2 separate regions of the Triticum aestivum genome follow, and region 1 is linked to region 2. The links are chromatin contacts, called in public Hi-C maps. All regions are on one chromosome and are shown on one strand. The core of a region is the stretch at or near the end of the contact, and the rest is flanking DNA. Distances in the headings are between cores, read along the strand shown. Region 1 holds the start of LOC123054308 (probable leucine-rich repeat receptor-like protein kinase At1g35710). Region 2 holds the start of LOC123054307 (CCR4-NOT transcription complex subunit 9).

What was found. A called contact is a pair of places that touch in the nucleus more often than the background predicts.
Region 1: a Hi-C map of leaf shows a contact between it and region 2, with 2.9 times the contacts expected there. The contact joins the promoter of LOC123054308 here to the promoter of LOC123054307 in region 2. A contact is called at or near these places in 3 of 5 Hi-C or Micro-C datasets (all in leaf) and 1 of 1 datasets of contacts at active chromatin or transcription factors (leaf).

The regions. Positions count from the first base shown.
Region 1 is chr2D:537,688,165-537,694,320 of IWGSC CS RefSeq v2.1, forward strand. LOC123054308 (probable leucine-rich repeat receptor-like protein kinase At1g35710) reads left to right here and starts at 1,902. Exons shown (of 3, transcript XM_044478043.1): 1 at 1,902-2,463; 2 at 3,067-3,545; 3 at 4,550-6,156. The coding sequence starts at 2,108.
Region 2 is chr2D:537,547,293-537,553,409 of IWGSC CS RefSeq v2.1, forward strand. LOC123054307 (CCR4-NOT transcription complex subunit 9) reads left to right here and starts at 4,191. Exons shown (of 10, transcript XM_044478042.1): 1 at 4,191-4,435; 2 at 4,634-4,836; 3 at 5,057-5,128; 4 at 5,356-5,445; 5 at 5,573-5,615; 6 at 5,758-5,864. The coding sequence starts at 4,636. LOC123054306 (40S ribosomal protein S11) reads right to left here and starts at 4,025. Exons shown (of 6, transcript XM_044478040.1): 1 at 3,895-4,025; 2 at 3,299-3,339; 3 at 3,087-3,187; 4 at 2,563-2,707; 5 at 2,383-2,472; 6 at 1,852-2,181. The coding sequence starts at 3,906. The coding sequence ends at 2,091.

The DNA of each region.
Region 1 (6,156 bases), core at 652-3,151, 140 kb after region 2:
ATACTAAAGTATAATCCCAAGCGCAAGTATATGGTTGCAGGTAAAACCTTAAGCCCTCACCTATTTTCTTTATTATTATTTTTTCCTTTAAACTGTACGTATTCGGTTCAGAAAACTAGAATTGTTGGTTAATAAGTGCTTGCAGAAATCACCTTGTATGTAGCAAAGCTTCTCGTGGGTTTGATAACCTAGGGTCACCTCTAGGGAAAAAGGGAAACTATCTAGATCGATCTGAAATCATATCAGAGGTAACCAGGGCCCTAACGGTCACATCTCTCCCCCCCCCCCCATCACCCTCCCTCTCGAACACCACCAGTTCATATATCTCCATATTTATCTTTGTGATCGCCTTCACGAGAAAGGTGGATAAAAATATGATGGAAAAAAGGAGGATTCACCATGTCACGTGTCGAGGGGTATACTTTGTCAAAATCGGGCTCAAATGGGCTCACGAGGTACACTTCAGGATTATTTATTTCAAAGGAATTTCATATTTTGAGGACTTTTCATGTATATGATTATAATCTTTAAGGATTATCTATAAAGATTTCCTTGCACCCTATTTTAGAGGAAAGTTTTCGTTTAATCAAACTCCATGCTATAATTATTGTTTTATCTGTTTGGTATGTCCAACACTCTTTGACGCTAATCAATATCCATTTAAATCCTATTCATTTTTATTTATGTATTTTAGTAATCTACAGATTGACCCTTAAATGATACGTTTTTGTTTGCGAGCACCCATAGAACAGTATGAATAGAGGAGCCATGAGTTTTAAGCGATTTTGATCGTAAATGTTGCAACAAAGGAAAAAAGTAGGAAACTTAGGCACTCTTTGATTCACAAGATTCCAAAATGCAGGAATGGGAAAAATATAGTAATACGATAAGATTGCATGTGCAAAATGGAGGATATACAAATACATGTACTTGGAGGGTGTTTGATTCACAGGAATAAGGAAATCACAAGAATCATAAGAACCATAGTAAGGTTGATGCAAAGCTAGGATTAAGTCAATATTGTGCTACTTTGTCTTGTTATTTGTGCATATGAATGTAAAAAGAAGGTTTGAATTCCTTTGTTTCTCTTTTGATACTCAAACCAAAGAAAAAAATCCATGTTTCTTTTGAATCAAACAAATGAATAGTGTCCACAGAGAAAAGAGCCACTAGATGGTAGGATTCTAAACAGAAATCCTTTGGTGCCATTTGGTGCAAAGGAATCGATGTTCTACATTTGCTTATAATATTCCCAAGGAACGAGCATTACATATGAATTTTGGAGAAAATCAAACATGAGGTTCTACCTAACATTCAAACAAACAACCATTTTAGAGTTTTTATGTGGTTTTGACACCTTTTGTTGATATAAAAGGAAGTATATTAATATCACAAGCTAATACGACCTCTCTAACTATATGTCATCAAAACTTCGAGCACGCACACAACCAAATTATTATAAAAGAAACTCCCGAAGCGATCAACAATGATCAATGGCATGCAACAATGACCCCTGGCTCCGACCATCGCAATCGAAAGCAGCTGCATACGCTCATGAGCCCTTTATCGTCTCATGGTCCAGACGTGAGTAATGTCACGCCAATGATAACCATGCTTGCATGACATTTCAGTTTCATTTTTTTAGAACACACACGCGCGCACATTTCAGTTTAGTTCTAGCAGCAACAAGTATTTTTTTTAGCAAAAACAGCGACAAGTAATATGAATCGGATGACAATACTTTTTTTTAGCTGTTTAGTTCCTATACATTTCAAACTGGGCCTGAGCTACCAAACTTCGGGTCCAACGCCACCTGTCTCGGAAGAAAAGCCAGATGCCGACTCAGAAAAAAAAAGATGCCGAGTCGGAATTTTTAACCGCATTCAGTGTAACGTCTCGGGCCGTCTCTCTCCCATCCCACACAAGCTTGCTGCAGCCTCTGCAGCCACTCAAAATCGCCCTGCTTTCTCGCACACAATTTGAAGCTTCTACATGGAACACCTCAACCTAGGGCTCGCAGCCGCAGGAGAAGAAGACAAGCCGCGGTAGACATCGAGATCAGCCGTGAGAGAAAAATCGAGGGGACACGATACGAGAGCAGGAAGCCATGGCCTTCCTCCTCCCCAAGCTCACCACGCCGCCCTGCAGATCGCCGCCGCCCACTCCTCCCAAGTCCCAGCTCGGCCTGCCAAGCCACGGAGCCGGCGGCAGGCTCCACTGCTCCGGCCCGGCGCAGGCCGCCGCGCCGACCCACCTCAACCTCCCGCTCCTCCTCAGCGCCTCGCAGCAAGAGGCCCCCACGGCCAAGTCCGCGGAGACCAGGAGCAGGGCTGCGACCGCCGGCGGCGGCGGCGGGGACCCGCGAAGGTCGGATTTTTACCTCAACCTTGGGGCGGCGGTGCGCGCGCTGCGCGACGACCTGCCGGCCGTGTTTCTCCGGGAGCCCAACTACGACATCTACCGGTGAGCAGGCCTTCCCTTTTCTTGTGTGACTATTTTTGTTCCTTTTTTTCTTTCTTTCGAGAATATTAATGGTGGGTTTTGTCGGATTCGGTAACCAAATCGTAGCTCGGCAGTTCCAGGAATTAAAGCTGAAACTTGAACTGAAATTGTGATGTGCAGCTAGTACCAATTTCAGTGCTCATAAAATGGCTATTCGTGCAAAAATAATAGAGCTTGCCACTCATACGAGTTATGATTCAGAGTCCTGGATGTGATAGGCATTTGTTCTGTTATCCAACATTAGCCCTTTATTAACTGCTAATATGTCGTATTCATTATTGGAATTGAATCAATTGATGAACTGGCTTAACTAATTTATAAGAGGTCAAGGCCACAAGAGGCAGTGACATTGACAGTCCATCATCAGCAATTGCGACAGTATGTGTTGTCCTAGTACTAATACAAATAAGTAAATAACCGAGTATGGTTCTGGTTATGCTTGACACTGACAGGAATGCTAACTGCATATATTTCATTTCTTGCAAACTTCTATTCGCTGTAGATGCACTGTAGGCACACTCTTGTAAAATGGAGACTATAAACATTCTTTACGTCGCATTGCAGCGAAGACATCACATTTGTTGATCCGTTGAACACTTTCCATGGGATCGACAACTACAAAACAATCTTCTGGGCTCTCAGATTCCACGGTCGTCTACTATTCAGTGAAATTGGGCTTGATGTGTCACGCATTTGGCAACTAACAGAAACCTCGATAGTTGTCCGGTGGGAACTGTGGGGCACACCGCGTGTCCCGTGGGAATCATATGGCTGCTTCAGTGGCACATCCAGGTACAAAGTCGACAGGAACGGGAAAATTTACGAGCATAAAGTCGACAACTTGGCATTGGACTTCCCCCGGCCGGCTGTCAAAGTGGGCAGCATTACTAACTTAGTAGTTGCTGCATACCCACCGAGCCCCAATCCTACTTTCTGGGATGTGGTTGGGACAGGCGATGGATGCTCATGGACAAAGCTTTACCGAGCGGTGCTGGAGACAGTAGAGCGGGAAGGTGACATCCCCGCAGGCATTTGCATGGAAGGTCTACTCACTTGTTCATAGATGGAATCAACTTCAGGACTAGCTGCTTCGGTAGTGAGTTTTGCTAGAAAAAATGTATAGAATGTGGGTACATATTAACCACATCACTGTCAGTTCTCTGTTTGTATAATGTAGCTCAGCACTAGAACAACTTTAGATCAAATACATGGTAGATGACTATACCTCATCATCCTTGTTGTGTATTTTAGGAATTACTGCCACTTGCTTACATCTTATGAGATATGAATACAAAAGTTGTAGATTTTCTCATGGGTTAGGAAAACTCTGCTCCCTACAAAAGTTGTAGATTTTCTCATGGGTTAGGAAAACTCTGCTCCCTAAATTATTTAAGAAAAATGGAAGATCTCAAAGAACATTTGTGATGTAATATTCATTTTCCTTTGCATTTTTAACGCTGCTTGCTTAGGGAGCTGGGCCATTGAGTTATGAACTGTAGATAGACCCTATGGGAGATGCCATTAACTGAGAGTTGTGTCAATCTTCTTTCTCAGAATTTATCTTGACCATGCGGAGTTTACATGGTCTGTCATAGGGCCTAGTTAAACATTCAAAACTTTGACTATCATTATATATTTTCAAATGTTCAGACTGGAAACCTGGAGAGTCATGTGTCAGTTTTCTAGAAAAAGAACTTGCGTAGTAGTATCAAAACAAATCCCCTGTCCTTCACCGTTATAACCTTCTTATAATCCTTGTGCCATGTCGAATGTACATTTGTATGCTTGCAGGCCGTTCTTCATATAAACAAAGTATCACCAAGATAAGGACTTGTATACTTGGTTTGAAGCGTTCAGTAAATAACTATCCCAATGGCTGGCCGGCTGGCCGGCCGGCCGGCCGACTACTTCTGTATAGGTTTATATTCTGTGGTGCAGCAAAGCACTAGCCAGACCCAAGCCATCATGAAGCACTTCCTACTCTCTTGCACCTATCTCCTACTCTGTGCCATCGTCACACCGGTGAGCGCCGGCATTCGGCGTGAAGCTGAAGCTCTTCTGAGTTGGAAGGCCAGTTTGGCCGGTGCCAATGAGTCCCTAAGCTCATGGTCATTGGCCAACTCCACCGGCATCTGCCACTGGATGTACATCAGTTGCAACTCTGCCAGGAGCACCATCGTCAACCTCAACATCAGCGGTGCGAGTCTGAATGGCACACTTGACAAGTTCAACTTCTCAGCTTTCCCCAACCTGAAGAAGCTCATCCTATTTCAGAACGGTCTGTATGGCAACATTCCAGAAGGGATCAGTAACCTGACAAGCCTGGTGCAGTTGCAGATCAGCAGCAACTGGTATGTAACTGGTACAATTCCCCGTGGCATTGGCCGGCTGAAGCAGCTCACTGAACTGCAACTGGGAGGTTTGGGTCTTGATGGTGCGGCGCTACCTGAAGAGATTGGTAACTTGACAAGCTTGACGAAGATTGCTCTCTACTCAATCAATTTGACTGGATCAATCCCGCTAACATTCGGGAGACTGAAGAAGCTCCGGCTGCTGAACCTGAGAAACAACAGTCTGACAGGGCACATCCCGCTGGAGATTGGTAACATGACAGAATTACACCGCATGGACCTGACGCAGAACTATTTACATGGCCAGATACCAGATACAGTCTCTCGTTTGGTAAAGCTAAACCGCTTGTTACTGTCAGAAAATCAGCTCGGAGGCGACGTCATCCACGAGCTCGGAAATAGCAGCATGCTGTCTTATATCAACATGGCAAAAAATAGCTTCTCTGGGGTCTTCCCGCCGTCCATTTGCGCGGGAGGGGCACTGGTTACGGTCCTTGCTGCATACAATGGATTTACAAGCCTTCGCAGCATGACCTTTCAGAACTGCACGACCCTGGAGCACATTGACTTCACAGAAAACAAAATTGTTGCAGACCTAATGGCTTGTTTTGGAAAGCCTCCAGAACAACTTCGGGGGCTAACTGTCAGTAATAACCATCTGTATGGCACACTTCTGACAGATGATGGTGAGGTATTCCTCTGCAACTCTACTAGGTTATCACTTCTGGACCTCTCAAACAATGCCTTAAATGGAGACCTATCCAACTCCAAGTGTTTATGGAACATGCGGCATTTGGAGTTCATGGATTTGTCCAGCAACTCGCTCAGTGGTGTAGTTCCGTTCTTGGCGACGCCTAACCGGAATCTTCAGTCTCTACACCTAGCGAATAACCATTTCAGTGGAGCCTTTCCTTTGGTTCTTAAGAAAAGCAAGAAACTTATCACTCTAGATCTGGGAGGCAATAATTTCTCAGGTGGGATACCTTCTTGGATAAGCAAGAGCTTGCCTGACCTAAGATTTCTTTTACTGTCATCAAACATGTTTGATGGCATCATACCATCACAGATATTACAATTTCGTCAACTCCAGCTATTGGACCTGTCAAAAAACAAGTTCACTGGACGGATTCCATCCAATTTTGGTAACTTTACTGGCATGATCCAAGAACAGAAAAATGGGAACAGCACATACTGCTACCTGCCAGCAGAGCAGCTTCGTATAGTCCTGAAGAATGAGGGTTATCTTTACAACTTCACGATATCGTTCATAGTGGGTATGGACTTATCTAGCAACTTCCTTTCA
Region 2 (6,117 bases), core at 2,941-5,440:
CGCGGCTGCTGGAGTCAGCGCTGCGCGCCGCGCCAAACCAGGTAATGGGCTCGCGGCAAAGCGGTTTTTTGCGCGCGGCGCGTTCGGCGCCTGTTGGAGATGCTCTTAGGGCCAACAATGCAGTCCACCACACCGTGTCCGAAGACAAGAATAGGGGCGAAGGCGGCATGACGTGTCCGAAGACAGGAATAGGGGCGAAGGCCATTCAACTGGAGTCACTAAATGTCCTCTTATTTCTTGGAAAAAGTTAAATAAAAACAAACCAAATGACCGCCTCCAGTCACTTTGACAAATTTATCTAGATCAATAGCAATTTAACCACACATTTAAAGCCAAAAACACTCAGTGGAAGATTTTCGACAAGTTTTTCAATTTCATCGATCCCAAAAACTCCCTTCGTCTCAAGCTTCCTCTCCTGTGTCTCCCGCGGATCTATCTTTGATGGATTTGCTCGGATCTCGTCGTTGGTCGTCTACGTTCGTGTGTCTTCGGGTTGAATCCTTCCAACCTACGTTATTCTTCATCGGCGGCGATTGTTGTTCTGGTGCGCTGGTCCTATGGGACCTTAGCACGACGACTTCCCGACTGTCTACTACAACAAGTTGTGCCCGACTCCGGCGATGGAGGGGTGATGACGACGGCGCACCTTCGGCTCGCTTCAGTGCTTGTAGTCGTCGCTAGGTGGTCTATGGATCTAGATGTAATTTTTATTTCTGGTGTTCGTTGTACTGCCATGATTGAAGATGAATAGATTGGAAGTTTCTCCACACAAAAAAACAATGCATAATTGCAAAGAGGTTGCACTCCATCCTTGGTAGAACGTGGCGGCGCGTACAGGCTAGCAATAAAGGGATCAACAAATTGCAACATTGAGCAAATCAATAAAATGACCAACACATAAAGCAGCAAGAACGGAAACTTGTGAACTCTTCGAGCAATGCACCTTGCTAGCACTTGTGCACACACACTTCAATACTTGTTGACGGCATTTTGAATGGTGTACCATCAATGGGGCAGGTACCTCTGTCCATGATCATAGATCTCTTCTATGTCGTAAGCTGTGTAGTGTTTGCGCTCATTGAACCAAATATGCACACTTTGCCAAATTGCTGCATTATGCTTCGTGGCTTGAAACTTCCACACATCACACAACAATTCATCCTCTTTCATTGAGTACGTAGCCATCGTGTTTACTTCAACTTGATGCATTCCGCTACATTTGGTCGAACACTCGTGTCGTGCCAGTGTGATCCGGGGTGGAACAAACGATAGCATAGCCCAAGCAAAATGCTAGACTTACAGAAATCCCACTACGGGCATTGATTTTCTCCCCATAAAGTTAGCTGTGGGACCCAAGTTGTGATGAATCCTAGGTCTCCAGCTCATCTCCGTAAACACTTTCCGTAGAAACTGCCCGTAGCCGTAGCAAAGTTCTAGTTGAACTGTTGAAGCCTCCAAGACAGGCAGACTTCTTAACGATAGCTTTGTCCAAGGAGGTTCGGCAAGTACTAGGTGGCAGCAAAGTGAAAACAATGTCGTCGATCAAGGGTGCGGACAGAGAGGGGAGAGTTCAAAGAAAGATGAATTCTGAAAATTTAATTCTCAAGGTAAAAAATCTACATACCTACATATGGAGCTCTTTTCTTCTAATTCTCTGCTAACTCGTCGTTACAGATAAGATACGAGCAAAACCACATCCTAGATTATGCACCATAATATTTTGCTAGATTATACACCATAATATTTTGTTACAGTTGATCGCAATTGCAACTTCAAAGAATGCCAGTCATCAAATTTAGTTTCACTTCATTAGATTAAAAACCTGAGGCTGGGAACAAGGCAACACACTGCTTGAGTAAATATCATATCACATCTGGGCAAACAAATTCACAAGGAATTGAGCAAAAGGACAATCAGGCAGTACAAATTTAAGCGAAACTATTAATGATAGATAGATTCCACAAAACATGTTCAGATCAGGACATTCGGTTTGACAGATAACACGGAATCAAATCTCGAAACAGCAGCCTGGTAGATTTCAAGTGCGAAAAAGTTCTGACTATGAACTACTCATAAATCAGAGTCTGGGCTTAGGCAGCGATGAAAGCCTTCTTCCCGCCTCCGGTGGTTCCAGCTGGAACGACCTTCAGGACATTGAATCTCACGGTTTTCGACAGGGGCCTGTTTCAGACACGAGCAACATACTTCAGCACAAAAGAAAATAAGCTTTCTGCAGTAATCAATACATCAACTATATAATGATGAATAGGAATATCACAGCATGTATGTATCAGTAACATAACTGCACAAGGGTCAACATACTAGAACAACCAGGCTAACATTCTCAAGTTGGATAGTTATGCAAGAGTAATTGAGTTTTACCTGCACTGGCCAATGATGACATGGTCGCCTTCCTTGACACGGAAGCAGGGGGAGATGTGAGCTGGGATGTTGGAGTGCCTCTTCTCATACCTGCAAGGTGCACAATTGATTTTTGAGTTAGAAATCCACAGGTTAGAACCAATGCATTATGTTCTCAGAATCATCAATGGGTTTACTTGCCTCTGATACTTCTTCACAAAATGAAGGTAGTTCCTGCGAACAATGATGGTCCGGTTCATCTTGGCACTGTGGCAGGTTCCAGCTATGATTCTGCCCCTGATGGCAACAGTTCCAGTGAATGGGCACTTCTTGTCAATGTAGGTACCTGGAAATGAATAGGAATTAATACACTGTCACAAGCTTAACAGAAAATAAGGCACAATTAACTATAAACGGTTTATGTCAACCACAGTAATAGCCAGACATTAGAAACAAAATATCAAGAAACAGTACATGGTACAATTCATGGCTCAATTGTTTCCACATGACCAAAAGAAAATCGGCTGTGTATCTACCAATGACAATCACTATACCAACTGAGAATTTACTAGGTTCAATTCTTTGTGTAGGCTAGGCTAGCAAAGCCAGGAGAAATGTACTGAAGTGTGATCTTAGGCACACATAGTTGCATTCATCAAGACTAGCATCACCTACTCAAGTATCAAACAGTGCTAAAATAGAAGGAATGGCCTACTATAGTTTACCATCGATCGCTTCCCTTGGGGTCTTGAAACCAAGGCCAACACTCTTCCAGAAGCGGTTGCCAGCCTTGCCAGGCCTCTTTGCCTTGTCAGCCTTCTTCGTGCTAAATTGAACAGAAAACATTGTTAGGGTACGAGCATTACATTGGATCAAAAAGAGATATGCACATTGCTAAACAACAACAGCACACAAGAAAGGTAATCGGACTCCTCACCTGAGGAAAACCTTTGGCTGCTTGAGGAAAGACTTCTCGGTCTGCACAATACCAAGTTTAAACTACCATTAGAACAATTACAACAAATTATGATCTATTGTAGAACAAACTAGAAAAACAATCTAGACTTCAAACTCGAAATGAACAATACAAAGGCTACTGCAACAACTTTTCGGAATAGACACTGTCACTCGACAGACACCAAGATCCTACTGGGTCCAAATGATCAGAGAAGAGCCCATACTGGCAGTGAAACACCAAGCTTCAGCCACATCATAAGACGATAATGACATGCTGCTAACGACTAAGCGGAAACAGCAGAAATCAACTAATGAACAAGTCGATAAAATTACCACAGTAGTAACCTATCGCACCACGAACACATCCAAACGACAGCAAGTCCTTCTGACCGCAAAGATACCGCATGCTACTCGATTTGCAAGGAATACGCATGCTTCTCCATGGACAGATCTAAGCATACATGGCCGAAAAGCACGAAGGCGCCGCATCGCATATCCCAAGCACCCGGCGCCGGCAAGGTAACGGGGGAGCAAAGGAAGAGCGCTACACGGTGAGGAGAGGGGGAGAGCCTTTACCTGCTCCGCCATGGCTGCGAGGTGGGCTTCGAGGGGCTCGGAGGCGGCGGCGGCGGCGCGGCGCGGGGATGCGGGAGCAAGGCTCTGAGAGGAGTTGGCGGCGGGGCGCAAACCCTAAGGGTGAGTGCATTCTTATAGCACTGGGCGCCGCTGCGGGAATGTGCAGCCCTTCCGTTCCGGGCCTCTCCACCCGTCTCCTCGGGCCGGCCCGTCACCGAGGCCCATGGGAGGCGGTGGGGCCCGCCTCGGGGTTCTGGGTAGATCAGGCCGTTGATGGTGTGTTAACCGCGGGGTTACGCCTGGGCCGTCCGATCTTAATGCTCGCTCCGACCGTCCTCCGTGCTGCGGACATAAACCAGAGATAGAGAGAGAGAGATCCCCTCGCCGTGGTCTCTCTTCCTTCCCCCACCTCCCTTCCCCCTCAGGTCACCGGCGCGGCGAGGCGGCCGCCGCTGCTGCCTCCCCCCCTCTTCCTCCCTCTCCGCGCGCTAGGGTCTGGTGGAGCGGATTCTTCCCGGAGTCGATCGAACTGATTCGTTCGGTAATCTCCCAAACCTGCGCTGGTTTTTGCGGATTCCTCGATCCGTCCCGTGCTTGCGGCGGCCGGCGGCGTGGGCCGACGCACCGGGCCGCTCGCGCGGCTGCGTGCGATCCGTGTGTAATGGCGACTCGATTGGTTGCGGTTGCTGTCTTTTCTGTCTTGAGAAATTAGTGACGGTGCTCCGCCGCTTTTGTGCAGTAATGGCGAACCTGCAGTCTTCCGCCTCCGAGCCCTCCTCCTTCGCAGGGGCCTCGCCGCCGTCTCCCTCCTCAATCGGTGGAGGCGCCGGCGGCGCTGCCTCGGCGGCGCAGGAGCCCAGGAAGATGGCGTCGGCGGAGCAGCTGGTGCTCGACCTCTGCGACCGCGAGCTGCGCGAGAACGCCCTCCTCGAGCTATCCAAGGTCCGTCGCGTGCTCTTCCAGTTCTAGGGTTCTAGCGCCTCGTCACGAGGACGGGTTTTGCGATTCGTGGTCTCTAGGACTTACCATGAAGTGAGCGATTGAAGCTTAATTTTGGGTTGCCATGAACTGAACAATTGCATACTGCGTGTTCTTCAGTCATTAGCATGCTATATAAGGTGTTTCGTAAGGCCAAAGTAAATCAATAACCAATTCGTTTCAGAAACGAGAGATATTTCAAGACCTGGCCCCGCTTCTCTGGCACTCTTTTGGCACAATTGCGGCACTGCTTCAGGTATGCGTAATTCGTCTATCTTCTATGTTTATGGTTTGCATGCTTCAAATTACATAAAAGAACTGGAAGCTATGTACCTTATGCTGTGTTTATATTGTCGAACTGTGAAAGCAGTCACTATTCTATTAGTGTTTTCAAGTCGGCACTTGCTGTTTTCGATGCAACTTGTCAAAGTTTGACCCTGCCTTGCTCATTTGGTGTATTTGACAACTTGGAAACAAACTCAGGAAATTGTGTCGATCTACCCTGCACTTTCACCCCCAGTTTTGTCGGCAGGTGCATCAAACCGAGTCTGCAACGCACTTGCACTTCTTCAGGTACAGCTCCAAATAAAAAGTGGGGTGATTACATTCACAAAATTGCTTGAAGGTACCCATGTTATTACATTTATTATTGCGTATCTTTATTGTCTAATTTTGTGTGTTTGTATTACAATAATTGCAGTGTGTTGCATCGCACCCTGATACCAGAATCCCTTTCTTACATGGTAACGAATTCAGCCATTTGCATTGTATCTCACATATCCTGATTCCTAGTAGCTTGATATGACAAAAGAGCCATTCGGCTTTTGGTATTGTTGTTGTTAGCGATTCATTTTCTTCTCTCTGTCCTCCATTTGTTCATTTCAGCTCATGTGCCCCTGTTCTTGTACCCGTTCCTGAATACATTCAGCAAGACAAGGCCTTTTGAGTACTTGCGGCTTACCAGCTTGGGTGTCATTGGTGCTCTTGTTAAGGTAATTTTTTGTACAATTTTACATGAACTAACAAATTTTGTATGATGCATCCAACTCTGCAATGTTATATATTAAACATGATCCTTTCACTAATTCTACAACCAATGAAGCTTCATGTTGTTTTCATTCCAATACCCTGGCATGAACGATGAATCTAATAAGGTCACAAGGGATACATCCTTATTACTTTGTTGTGTAACGTAAACATAAACAATTGAGTAGCTTATAAACAAGCAATGTTCTATCTAATGTT